3 separate regions of the Ovis aries genome follow, and regions 2 and 3 are each linked to region 1. The links are chromatin contacts, called in public Hi-C maps. All regions are on one chromosome and are shown on one strand. Each heading gives the region's core, a stretch centred on a gene start, on an enhancer-like site or on the middle of the called end of the contact. The rest is flanking DNA. Distances are from core to core; before and after follow the strand shown. Region 1 holds the start of LPIN3 (lipin 3). Region 2 holds the start of PLCG1 (phospholipase C gamma 1). Region 3 overlaps PLCG1 (phospholipase C gamma 1).

The links. Hi-C and Micro-C count contacts between places; a contact is called where the count stands out from the background.
Region 2: a contact with region 1 is called in a Hi-C map of muscle, with 4 times the contacts expected there. The contact joins the promoter of PLCG1 here to the promoter of LPIN3 in region 1. A contact is called at or near these places in 6 of 16 Hi-C or Micro-C datasets (blood, liver, mixed tissues and 3 more).
Region 3: a Hi-C map of liver shows a contact between it and region 1, with 4 times the contacts expected there. The contact joins the enhancer-like site here to the promoter of LPIN3 in region 1. A contact is called at or near these places in 11 of 16 Hi-C or Micro-C datasets (blood, hypothalamus, liver and 7 more).

What each region holds. Positions count from the first base shown.
Region 1 is chr13:69,952,956-69,956,782 of ARS-UI_Ramb_v3.0, forward strand. It overlaps LPIN3 (lipin 3), which reads left to right and starts at 1,713. Exons shown (of 21, transcript XM_060397038.1): 1 at 1,713-1,887.
Region 2 is chr13:69,782,034-69,785,860 of ARS-UI_Ramb_v3.0, forward strand. PLCG1 (phospholipase C gamma 1) reads left to right here and starts at 2,182. Exons shown (of 33, transcript XM_027977197.3): 1 at 2,182-2,240; 2 at 2,700-3,024. The coding sequence starts at 2,808. LOC114117629 (a long non-coding RNA gene) reads right to left here and starts at 2,593. Exons shown (of 2, transcript XR_009595971.1): 1 at 745-2,593.
Region 3 is chr13:69,808,907-69,812,733 of ARS-UI_Ramb_v3.0, forward strand. PLCG1 (phospholipase C gamma 1) reads left to right here. Exons shown (of 33, transcript XM_027977197.3): 19 at 338-457; 20 at 549-729; 21 at 1,522-1,599; 22 at 2,303-2,406; 23 at 2,578-2,674; 24 at 2,917-2,986; 25 at 3,402-3,559. Among named protein-coding and RNA genes, the nearest start is that of PLCG1, 27 kb to the left of the region's middle. Within about 2 kb of position 1,810, at least 1 of the 54 cell types and tissues checked has an H3K27ac peak or open chromatin away from gene starts, as enhancers often do. A contact at or near this core is called in liver, where this site is marked.

The DNA of each region.
Region 1 (3,827 bases), core at 463-2,962:
TATTTTTATTTGCTAAACCTGATCACTCTGGACAGACACCGTCTGCCACCCAACTCACAAGCCCGCATCTGGAGGGAGTCACTGCGGGTTTCTCTGCTTCCCTTTCCACCTTCAGCAGGGCCAGACCACCAGGAGTCGTTGAGGAGCCCACTCTTGCTTGCAGCCAGTCTTGCTGCCCATGGCAAGGGGTCACAGCTGCAGGCCTGGGTGAGTGGGTCCTCATGGTACTTCAGGGTGGGTTCACCCAGCAAGAAAGCAGTGAGGTGCAGTGAATAATCACTGGGTCTGTGACAAAGCACATACGGCTACCAAGATCCATAGAGAAGGAAGTGCCCCCCTGCACTGACGGGTTACTCAAAAGACAAACAGTGGCATACCCCCACCCACCACCACCGCTCGAGGGTACTGAGGGAGAGGAGAAAACTGCCTCTATCCTTAACCCCAGAAATGGGCAAACACAAGCATTCAAGCTGCTTGCATGCTCAAAAGATGCCTCAGAGACGGTGATGCAAACCACGAGCTAGAACAGGGTGGTCCCTGCCTTGTTTAGCTCAGTTGGGTGTTAGGACAAGTCATACTACCCAAGGCTGCCTCTGTCTTCCCCCACCTCCGGAAGCATCAAATCCCAGATGATTCATGGTTCCGGAAACAAGCCTGTCGGAAATCCAATTTCTGCAACAATCTTTGTATCAACTTATTTCTCTAACAAAGAGCAATGAAAACAATGTGTGCTCCATTTTTTGAAAAATGTGCTAAACGTTGAACCCCTAGTGTGTGCCCTGCTCTGTGTTCAGTGTTTTATTTAACTCTGTAGTTCTCAGCCTTGGCAGCACATTACAATCACCTGGAGAGTTGTTTTTTTTTTTAATTCTCGCACCCCAGGCATCAGTATTTGCCAAGGGCACAGTGATTTCAATGTGCAACCAAGGTTGAGAACCACTGATTCAGTTCATCCTGTTTAATCCAATGCAATCCTACAAGGTAGATTTTTATCTCCATCTTGCAGATGAGGAAATTGAGGCCCCCAGAGGTAGAATTACTGTGCTATCTCTAGCAACAACCCCTGTTCTCTCTCCTCTCTTCCCTCCCAGACTCCCTTGAAGGATTTCTGAAGTTTCCAGGGTTTCCCTGCTGATTATAGTGTTTATATACGATGCTTCCACAGACATGTTTGTGGCATAACTCTGCCCTCTGGCCACCCGAAATAGCTCTGCTCCCATCCCGGCTCTTCTGAGACACCAGCAGACACAGCCCGGTTTCAAGACTGACACCAAATGACTTTTGCTAAATCTAGGACAGCTGAGGTCCTTCCAGCCAGCTCCTGCCATCTCGAGTCACAGAACAACAGCAGCCACCTCTCACTCCCCACTGGCTAGTACTTTCTAAGCCTGACTGCCATTGAGTCCCATTCCTCCCAGCTTTTCCTGGGTTTTCTCTGCCTTTACAGCAAACTCCTTCACCTGCTGACCTTTCTCAGAGCATCTTCAGGGGCCGTCCATCCTCACAGGTTGTCGGAGACGTCTTTGGTCCAGGACAAGTCACGAACCACAGATGCCCAAGCCCCCGGCCCGCGGCTTGCGGGTCCATGGATACTTCAAAGCTTCGCGCACCTGGACTTTCCTGTTCTCGCGGCGCCAGCTCGGCGAGAAAGCTGGTCATCGCCTGCCCTCTGCTGGCCGGTGGAGGTATTGACCCCCCGCTTCCGCTCCACCAGGGTTGCATCGACGGGATGGAATGAAGAGCCGGCATTTATTGAGTTCCTGCTGTATTTCAGGACTGAACTGGACGCTGGGGTGTAAGCGTGAACGTGACCTGCTCTCACGGAATTCCAAGAGACAGACCATAACATCAAATTCAAGCGAATATGAAATTATAGCTGTGAGCCATGTGAGTGAATAATACGAGGGTCCGATCCAGCCTTGGAGGAGGGTCGGGGGGGATGTTGGAGGTGGGATTAGGAATTCCAAGCTGCCCCTAAGAGGGGACTTTCGAGCGCCTGATGCTTCACAAAGTCATTTCAGGTCATCTCGAAAATCCTGCAAGGGCGGGGGCGCTATCCCCATAAAGCAGAAAGCGGGGTCAGACGGGGGAAAGAATTTACCAAAGTCGCACAGCGAGCTAGGAGCAAAGCCAGGCAGGCTTAGGTCGGCTCGATTCCCAAATCCTGGCTTTTCCGCCGTTCCCGGTGCTGGGGTGGCGGCGGGCCACGGGTATGGTCCCTCGGGGAGCGCTAGGGCGCCGGGCGGGGCGGGGCGGGCTGGAGCCCGGGGGCGGGGCCTGGAACTCGTGGGGCGGGGTGGACTGGGACCCGGGAGCCCGGCCTGGAGCTCGGGGGGCGGGGCGGGCTGGAGCTCGGGGGCGGGGCCTGAAGCTCGGCCCCGCCCCGGACACTGTAGGTGAAAGGGCGCCCCTGGGCGTGGGGACCGGGCGGGGCGGGCCTCCCTGGTGGGTGGAGTCTAGACGGATTGGGACCTGCAGAGGCCGCCCTTAGCTCGTGGAAGGGGCGGAACCGGGATCTCGCCCAGTCCTAGAGGAGCCGGAAGTGGCTAGGGAGTGCGGGGCCGGAGACACTTTACCTGCTGACCCTGTGCCCTCAGGTAGAAGCGGCGGCTCCGGGAGCCCGGAGTCCAGTGGGCAGCTCCCCAGGTAGGGCCCAACCAGGGCCGGAGATGAGATCCCCGTCCCCCGCCCCACCCGGCCCCGCCCATCTGCCCTGCCATCTGACCCTCATTCCTTCCCGATCCCGGGCCCGAGTCCCTCTCCAGATATGCGAAGGGAACTCCGGGGTGGTGAAGCCGGGCCTCACTTCTTCCCCCCCCCCCCACTCAGAGTCTCCGGGGTCCCGGGACATCCAGAATGGGGGATCGGGAGAGAAGGAGATATAAAAACCTCTCTGGGGAAAAGTTTCACCACCCCCAGCTTCACCCCTCAGGCAGACTGTGTGACGCTAGGGAAAACACCCACCCTTTCTGGTACTGAGTGTCCTCAGTTGCGGGGCCTTGCCCCGCAGGCCCTGAGACTGGGCAGGTCAGAGGCAGCAGCTGTGGAGGCAGCTAGGGATCCTGGGTGGAACTGTCTCTCTTGCACAGCTGGAGCAGGGCTGACCCTCCGACACCCTCTGGCCCTAGACAGAGCACTACTCACCACCATCCCTGAATCTGGGATCCCAGAAAGGCTGAGGGCTGACACCCAAGCAGCTTGTTCTGCCTTCCCTGTGGTGGGAATGTGTGCAGGCCTGGTGGGGTAGGGTGGCGTGTAGATGTTTGTGGACTCTGAGGCCTGGGCACCCTGGGAGGCCTGCCTGGAGCAAACAGCGAGGCCACCATTGTGCAGAGCCTTGAATGCCAAGTTCAGTCTGAACTGTCAACTCAGGGCAGGGGCCGTGTATTGGAGTCTGACCTGTCCTGCCCTCAGCACCAGCCTGAGTGAGTGAGGACTGTCACGATTCCAAAAACAATGCTGCAACTGATAGGTGGTGTGGGGGGGCGTTCAGTGCCTGTCGCTGCTTTATACCAGTTATGTCATGAGTTACTCAGGCATCCCTGTGTTATTGCCATTTAGGAGGCTGCAGCTGAGGCTCAGAGAGATGAAGTGACTTGCCCAGGGTCACAGCTAGTAAGGGTCAGAGAGACAGTCTGGTGTCTTAACCACACTGCCTGCTGCCCCCCAGGATCTGGGCGTTGGTCATAAAGCCTCGATCTAGGACAGCAGGAAAGAGGGGGCCAGATGAGCAGGAAATTGGGGAATAGGCTTCAGAGGCCTTGGGAGGGAGGGATAGCATGAGTCCTTAGAGGAATTCAGCTGACCAAGTTCCCAGGGGAAGGAGA
Region 2 (3,827 bases), core at 932-3,431, 170 kb before region 1:
CTCTCCTGTGAGGAAGAAAATGCATGGTGTCAGACAGACTGGGGTTCAAATCCTCACTGGTTAATTATGTGGCCTTAGGGCAAGCCGCAGAACTTCTCTGAATCTGTTTCTCATCAGTAAACTGGGAACAATAATCCCTGATTAGAGTAATTATAAGGATCAGGTGTGACCACACGTTGCAAAGCTTGTAACGATGGGTCAGGCACTGGGTCAACTTTCATTCCCTCCCTCCTACTTTGAAGGTCTGTCACTAGGTGGCAGTCCATCTCAGCCACTCCACCTCCCCTTGGGTGACCACAGCCGACTAGCATAAACGGCTGCCTCAACTTCAGGCTGAATTCTCAGGTCCTTGTGGGCTGCACTTAAGGGGATCAACACACATACACACGCTACCACTACAGCAAGACAAGTCAAAGGCAGTCCCCAGACATTAGTCATCACCCAGCTGGGTGGCCTGCCTGAGCACATACTCTTATATACGTACTCACACATTCCTGGATGCCTGGATCTTTCCCTAATTTTTTTTTTTCTTTATCATTTTTTGGAGGTCGCAAAGAATCGGATACGACTTAGTGATTAAACAACAACAGCAGGTGGCATGTGGGATCTTAGTTCCCCGAACCAGGGATCAAATCTGTGCCTCCAGCATTGGAAGCATGGTGTCTTAACCACTGAAGTCACTTAACCAGGGAACTCCTTGGATCTTTCTCTAGCATCAGCTGGGTGCCCTGCTGGGCCTCTTACCTGTAAAATGCAGTATGCTGTCCTGCTTTGTCTGGCTCAACATCCGTCAGACAGGCTCTACTGTGACTGAAGGTGTCTTTAGCTTGGGCGGTGTTCTGTGACAGGGCAATTAGACGGCCCGGGGTGCGTCTAGGGAGTGGCTGTAGCAACACAAAGAGTACAGATTAATCGAATAATCACCAAAAGAACTTGTGCCTGGAGAATGGAATGAAAGGGAGGTGGTGAGAGATGAAGTGGGATAGAAAGGGGCCAGACCATGCTGGACCTGCTGGGCCAGGTAGGGGATTTTGTGTGCCATGGCAAGTTCTGGATGATTTGAGCCTGGAGGTAGGGAGTCAGGATTTAATTTCATTTTGAAGACCAGAGCATAGGGCCTTCCCTAGTGGTCCAATGGCTAAGACTGCACTCCCAACAAAGGGGGCCTGGGTTCGATCCCTGGTCAGGGAACTAGATCCCACAGCCCCCAACTAAAAGATCCTGCATGCTGCAACTAGGACCCGGTACAGCCAAATTTAAAAAGAAACAAACAAACTAGAGCATAGGGAATACATGCAGGCAAAACCAAGGAGGGTAAATAGTCTGGATGAGAGAAGATGGGCCTTGAGGTTGTGGGCAGAGCGGAGACATGGGACGGCAGACGGAATGGGACTTGACGGAGTGCTGTGGGGTTGAGGGAGAGAGAGAGAGGAACCAAGGCTGTCTCCATCGGTTTTAGCCCGAGCACCTTACCAGAGGCATGTTCTGAGAAACTGAAGACCATGGGAGAAGCAATTTGAAGAGAGATGTGAGATGTCTGTGCTACGTGGGGTTGTGGAACAGGTAACGGGATGCAGGGAGGGATAGAGCTTCGGCGCTCGGGTGCCTGAATTTGGCAGGGGGCGGGGGGCAGTGACGCTGAGAGGTCAGGCCGCCTTGGGAACTGACTCAGGACCCACCCCTGAGCAAGAGAAGTTGCTGAGGTGTCGAAAGGCAGCGGCCAGAGACCGAGGAGGAAAACAGGGATAGAGTCGGCCCGGGAAAACCAAAGCTCGGGAGAGCATTTGCAGGAATGGTGCGGAGCCGTAGGGCCTGAGTCCCCATCCTAGTCGCGTGGATACTCGCGGCGTGGGGGTGCGAAGTGTATGGCCAGGCCAAGACCACTGGAGGGCTCGCAGGGGATGCTCAGGCCTGTGGGCTACTCCGAATAACGGGACTCCCCACACACACCCGCGAGGCCACTTCGGCCGCAGGGCCAGGAAGATCGTGGGTCCGACGGTCGGAGGCGCTGCCGGCGGGGCCGCCCCCGGCTGCCCGGGGAAGGGAGGGGGGAGAGGCGGGACACTCAGACTGTCCGTCAGAGCCTGCCGACCAATCACCGGGTGGCCCCGCCCCCGCCCCGCCCTGGAGAGGACGCGCGGAGGACTCGCCTCCTCCTCCGCCGCCGCCGCCGCCGCCGCCGCCGCCGGTCTAAGGCGGCCCGGCCTGGCCTGGTTCCCTCAGCCGGGCAGCCCTCCCAGGTACCGGGTTTGACCGGCGGGCCCCGGGAGGCGCCCCGGGCCTGCACTTCTTTTCCCGGTGGCCGCGCGGGCGTCGCCCCGCTAGCGGGCTTCGGAAGGAGCCGCCGCGGCCGGGCCTGTGCGGGACGGTGGGCTGGGCAGCCGCCTGTGCGCGCGCGACAGACGGCCGGGCCGGCGCGAGGCTGCCGCGCGTGACGGGACCGGCCGTGGCAGCCGGGCTGTGTCCGGGGCGGCGCGAAGAGACCCCGCGGGGCCGTGGGCCCGGCTGGCGGACTGCGGGAGGCGCGCGCGCGCGTGCCCTGACGCGGGGCCTGCCCGGGGGGTCTCGGGGCGCAGGCGCGGCGGGCGGGGGTCCTCCCCACGGGCGCGCGGGCGCCTTTGTTCCCGGCGCGCGGGCCGGGGCGGGGCCTGCAGGACCGCCCCGCCCCCGCTCAGGCCCCGCCCCGTCTCCGCCCGCAGGAGCCGCCGCCGCCGGGGTCCGCTCGCCCGCCGCCTGCGCCGCCGCCGCCGCCGCCAGCTCGCTCCCGCCGGGCCTGCGCCGCCGCCGCCGCCCCCGGCACCCGAGCCATGGCGGGCGCCGCGTCCCCCTGCGCCAATGGCTGCGGGCCCGGCGCGCCCTCGGACGCCGAGGTGGTGCACCTCTGCCGCAGCCTCGAGGTGGGCACCGTCATGACTTTGTTCTACTCCAAGAAGTCGCAGCGGCCCGAGCGGAAGACCTTCCAGGTCAAGCTGGAGACGCGGCAGATCACGTGGAGCCGAGGCGCCGACAAGATCGAGGGGGCCAGTAAGTGCGCTCCCCCTCGCTGCACACCCCCGGCTCCCCGGGCCTGCTGCGCGGGCGCGCGCGCTCGGGCGGCGCGGGGTCTGCGCCCCGGCTTGCGCGCGCCCGGGGGCCGCCGCTGGAGAGACTCCGGCGAACTTTCGGGCCCCGCCCCCGCCTCGGCCAGGGTGGTCACCGGGGGCGGGGGGCATCCGGGTCCTCAGTCACCTGACAGGACACCCCCTCCCCCAGCAAGGGGGGGAGTGTTCCAGGCGCTTTGCCCAGAGGCCTAAAAATCCTAGCGAGTTGGAGACCAGCGGGGCCGGCGTCGGGTCCCCCGACACCCCGGGAGCGGTGTCGGCCGAGGCAGTGTCCTCTCCCCGGCAGCCGCGGAACCGGAGGCCAGACCAGATGCACCGTTTTTCCAAAAAGAGCAATCTGGTGCACCTCTGGGCCTCACGGCCGGGCTCCTACTTACAAAGGAACCTTTGGGTTCCCCAAGTAGAACTTAGGCAGCTGTTGGCGTAGGGCTGGTTTTGGAGCAGAGCCGGGCCTACTCATCTCTCTCTTGGGGCCAGGGAGGAAGGTGGTCTTGTTTGGTTTGGAAAAGCCCGAGAGGAGGCAGTGGATGTTTTTCCCGCCGCTTCTTTTGTCCTGAAACTGAATTTTGGAGGTCTGTGTGCGTGGGCAGACTCCCAAAGCCAGGGCAGGGAAAGAGGCCAGCCTTCCCCTTGTCCTTTGGAAGCACATTCTCCAGAGCTTGGCCCCAGAAAGCCCAGCCTCGCTGCTTCGTGTCAGGTACTCTTCAAGAGGACGCAGCCAAATTG
Region 3 (3,827 bases), core at 560-3,059, 140 kb before region 1:
GCGCGGACCTGGGGCGGGATGGGGGTATGGGCCTGGGGCAGGCTTGGGGCGCAGACCTGGGGCGGGATGGGGGTATGGGCCTGGGGCTGCGGGGCGGGGGCGTGGACCTGGGGCGGGATGGGGGCATGGGCCTGGGGCAGGCTTGGGGTGCGGGCCTGGGGCAGGATGAGGGTGTAGACCTGGGGTGGGGCGGGGGTGGGGGCGCGGACCTGGGGCGGGGTGGGTCGACAGGGCCTCCGACCTGGGGTGGGACGGGGGCATGAAACAGGGTTGGGGCAGGAGTGTGGACCTGGGGCTTTGGCGCTGGGCGGGGCTGACACAGATTGTCCATCCACAGGTGGTACCACGCCAGCCTGACCAGAGCGCAGGCCGAGCACATGCTGATGCGTGTCCCCCGGGACGGGGCCTTCCTGGTGCGGAAACGGAACGAGCCCAACTCCTACGCTATTTCCTTCCGGTGAGGGGGTAGCCCTGGGGGGCTGGAGGCCGTGCAGGGCACTCCTGGTCCCGGCCCGCTAACCCCGTGTGGCTCCTCTGTCTCTGTCAAGGGCTGAGGGAAAGATCAAGCACTGCCGTGTCCAGCAGGAGGGCCAGACCGTGATGCTGGGCAACTCAGAGTTTGACAGCCTTGTTGACCTCGTCAGCTACTACGAGAAGCATCCGCTGTACCGCAAGATGAAGTTGCGCTACCCCATCAACGAGGAGGCTCTGGAGAAGATTGGCACTGCTGTGAGCGCCTGGGGGCAGGGGGCAGGGGGCAGGGCGCAGGAGACCTACCGGCCCTCCGGGAACTGCCAGGCTCACCGCAGGGCAGGCCAGCACCCAGCAGTCCCAGGGTGGATGCGAGGGACAGAGCGGCCTGCATGCTGCCGGGGGGCCAGCCAGCCCATCGGAGACCCAGGGAGGCATCCTGGAGGGAGGGCCTCTGTGTGTGTTTGTGAGGCCAGGGCGGTTGTGTGGGTGAGGAGGTGGGGAACAGGGGTTTCAGCAGAACTGTCCCTATGGGCCAGGGGGTGGGGTGGGGAGGGGAGGTCCCAGAGTTCACGCAGGTAGGGGGTCCACCTGGTGGGGGGTGGGAGCACAGCAGGGGTTCATAGGCTACAGAGATGTGTTTGAGAAGGGCAGAGCCACGGAGAAGCCAGCGTGAAGGCAGGCTGTGGTGCAGGAGCCAGGATCATGGCCGCAGCGAGGACAGTGGGGCCTTGGCAGAACGTCCACTCCAGGCTCTTGTCCTCAGTGGGCCCAGGTGGCCAGGGCGAGGGCCGCCCACTGGGGCTGGGGTCTGAGAGGAGGTAGGGGTGGAGGCGGCTTCTGGAGCCGCCTCGTCTCAGAGTCGTGGACAAGGTGGCCAAGATGAGAGTGAGGAAAGAGGAGGGGTGTTCTAGGCCCCTGAGGTTGGGAACCCTGGCTGACCAGGTGTGTGAAAGGGGCAGACGGGCAGCTTGGTGAGGAGGGGACACGGAAGCCAGCAGCTGCTTTCACTTCTGGGCACTAACATGGCCTGTCCTGTCCCATTTCCAGGAGCCTGACTATGGTGCGCTGTACGAGGGCCGCAACCCTGGCTTCTATGTGGAGGCGAACCCTATGCCCACGTTTAAGGTACAGCCTTGGGCTCTGGGCGTAGGAAGCTGGGGAGGGTCCCCAGCTGTGGGGTGCAGGGCAGCCTGCGGTCTTTGTGCAGAAGTGGTATTTGTGGTTTTCCGAGGCCCAAGAGGTGTTGTGAAGTGTGTGGTTGGTGTATGACCACAGCTCTCCCAGGGCTGGCCCCAGCCACTGTCCCAGGGGTCAGCACTGACCCGTCCAGACTCCTCCCTGGGGTGACCCCCGTTTCCTTCCTGCTGGCAGCAGGTGGGGGTGGGGCACACTGGCTGCTGCTGAGCTTCCTCAGATAGGCGGATCTTCCTCTTTGGGGCTTTGTTTCTAAGGGGTGAGGATCTGGGCTCTTTACCTCATTTCCCCTCATCAGTAGGGAGCTTGGGACCACATTCCTTCTCTTACTTTGAAGCTGCTGAATGGTGGAGTGCCAGCCACACCCCAAGCCATCCTGGTCTTAGAGGAGGTGCTCAGCACCTCCCATCCCAGCTTCCCGGTCTAACTCCTGGGGCCCAGTGTGGGGGCTTGCGAGGTCCCCCCGAACCCAGAGGAGCTTCCCTCCAGAAGCCCTGGCTCATCTGTCCCCTTTGCCCTGGTGCCTCCTGCAGGCCCGGGGGAGAGTGGTCACAAGGGCTGGTGCACGTGCAGCCGTGGGTGGGAGAGGAGGAGCGGGAGGCCTGTCTGCTGGACCAGGGCTTCTCTCCCTCAGTGTGCCGTCAAAGCTCTCTTCGACTACAAGGCTCAGCGGGAGGACGAGCTGACATTCACCAAGAGCGCCATCATCCAGAATGTGGAGAAGCAGGAGGGAGGCTGGTGAGCCCTCGAGAGCCCCTGGTGCAGGCCAGGCGTCTTGGGCGCTGGCCGTGTACACGCGAGAGGGGCTTGGGAGGCAAGGACCCGTGTGGGTCCCGATGCACCCGCAGAGCTGCTTCCTCTCGGGAGTTTGGGGTGGTCCCTGGGGTCAGCACCCTGCGGCTTCCACAGGTGGCGGGGTGACTACGGTGGGAAGAAGCAGCTGTGGTTCCCTTCAAACTACGTGGAGGAAATGGTCAGCCCGGCGGCCCTGGAGCCCGAGAGGGAGGTGAGAGCAGGGCCACGTCGGTGGGAGGGGATTCCCGTGCTCAGCCTCCCGCACGGCGTCCACCCCCCCGCACGCGCACAGCCCTCCCGTGGTCCCGTCACCACACGCAGGCCGCAGTCTGATGAACACGGGCCGCACGCATGTGGTTTCATGTTCGTCTGTCGGGTGTACTTCTCACGTGCATGCAGGCATCCCCTCGTGCACACAGCAGTCTTGCTGACTCTGGGCTTTGCCTCCCTCAGCACTTGGACGAGAACAGCCCGCTCGGGGACTTGCTGCGGGGGGTCCTGGATGTGCCAGCTTGTCAGATAGGTGAGCCCCAGCCCTTTCTCTGCCCCTCAGGTTCAGGCTGTCCCTGGTGGCTCTCTCCATGCCCAGAGAGAGGAAGCTGAGGGTTGGGCCCCACAGGCTGCCCTCGTTCTGAGCTCTCCCCACTCCCGGACACCTCGGCACCCTCTGGCTCCCCATCCCCTGCCCCCCGGCTCTGAGGCCTGCGTGCTCGCCCTGTGCAGACACTGGGGATGATGCCGCTGGCGAGCTGAAGTCCGTGGTCTTGGAGGGCTGGTCCTTGGCTGAGACAGGCTTAGAGGTGGGGGCAGGGGCTTGTCTCTGGGCTGCCCGTCCTCCACCCTGAAGAGGAAGGGAGTGAGCTCTGCCCATGCTTGGGGTGGGGTGGGGGCTCAGCCCCGTATCCCCAGCTCTCCTCTCCTCTCCTCCCTCCCTCCAGCCATCCGTCCCGAGGGCAAGAACAACCGGCTGTTCGTCTTCTCCATCAGCATGGCCTCAGTGGCACACTGGTCCCTGGACGTGGCTGCCGACTCACAGGAGGAGCTTCAGGACTGGGTGAAGAAGATCCGGGAGGTGGCGCAGACGGCGGACGCCAGGGTGAGAGCCTGTGCTGGTCCTCCAGCCGCGGGGCAGCCCCCGCTGCTTGGCAGAGGCTGGAGGGACACACGTGCTCCGCAGTGTGGCATGTTGGGGGTGTGTTGAGTTTGAGGTATACCCAAGACGTTCCTGAGTGGCTCTGCGTAGTGACCAGTTGGTGTCAAGGGTAGAGGCGAGAGGCTAGGTCCTGGGCTGGAAGCAGGAGTAGGTGCCCAAGGTTTAGGGTGACGTGGTACAGGTTGGGAGCAGAGTGTGACCTCTGAGGACG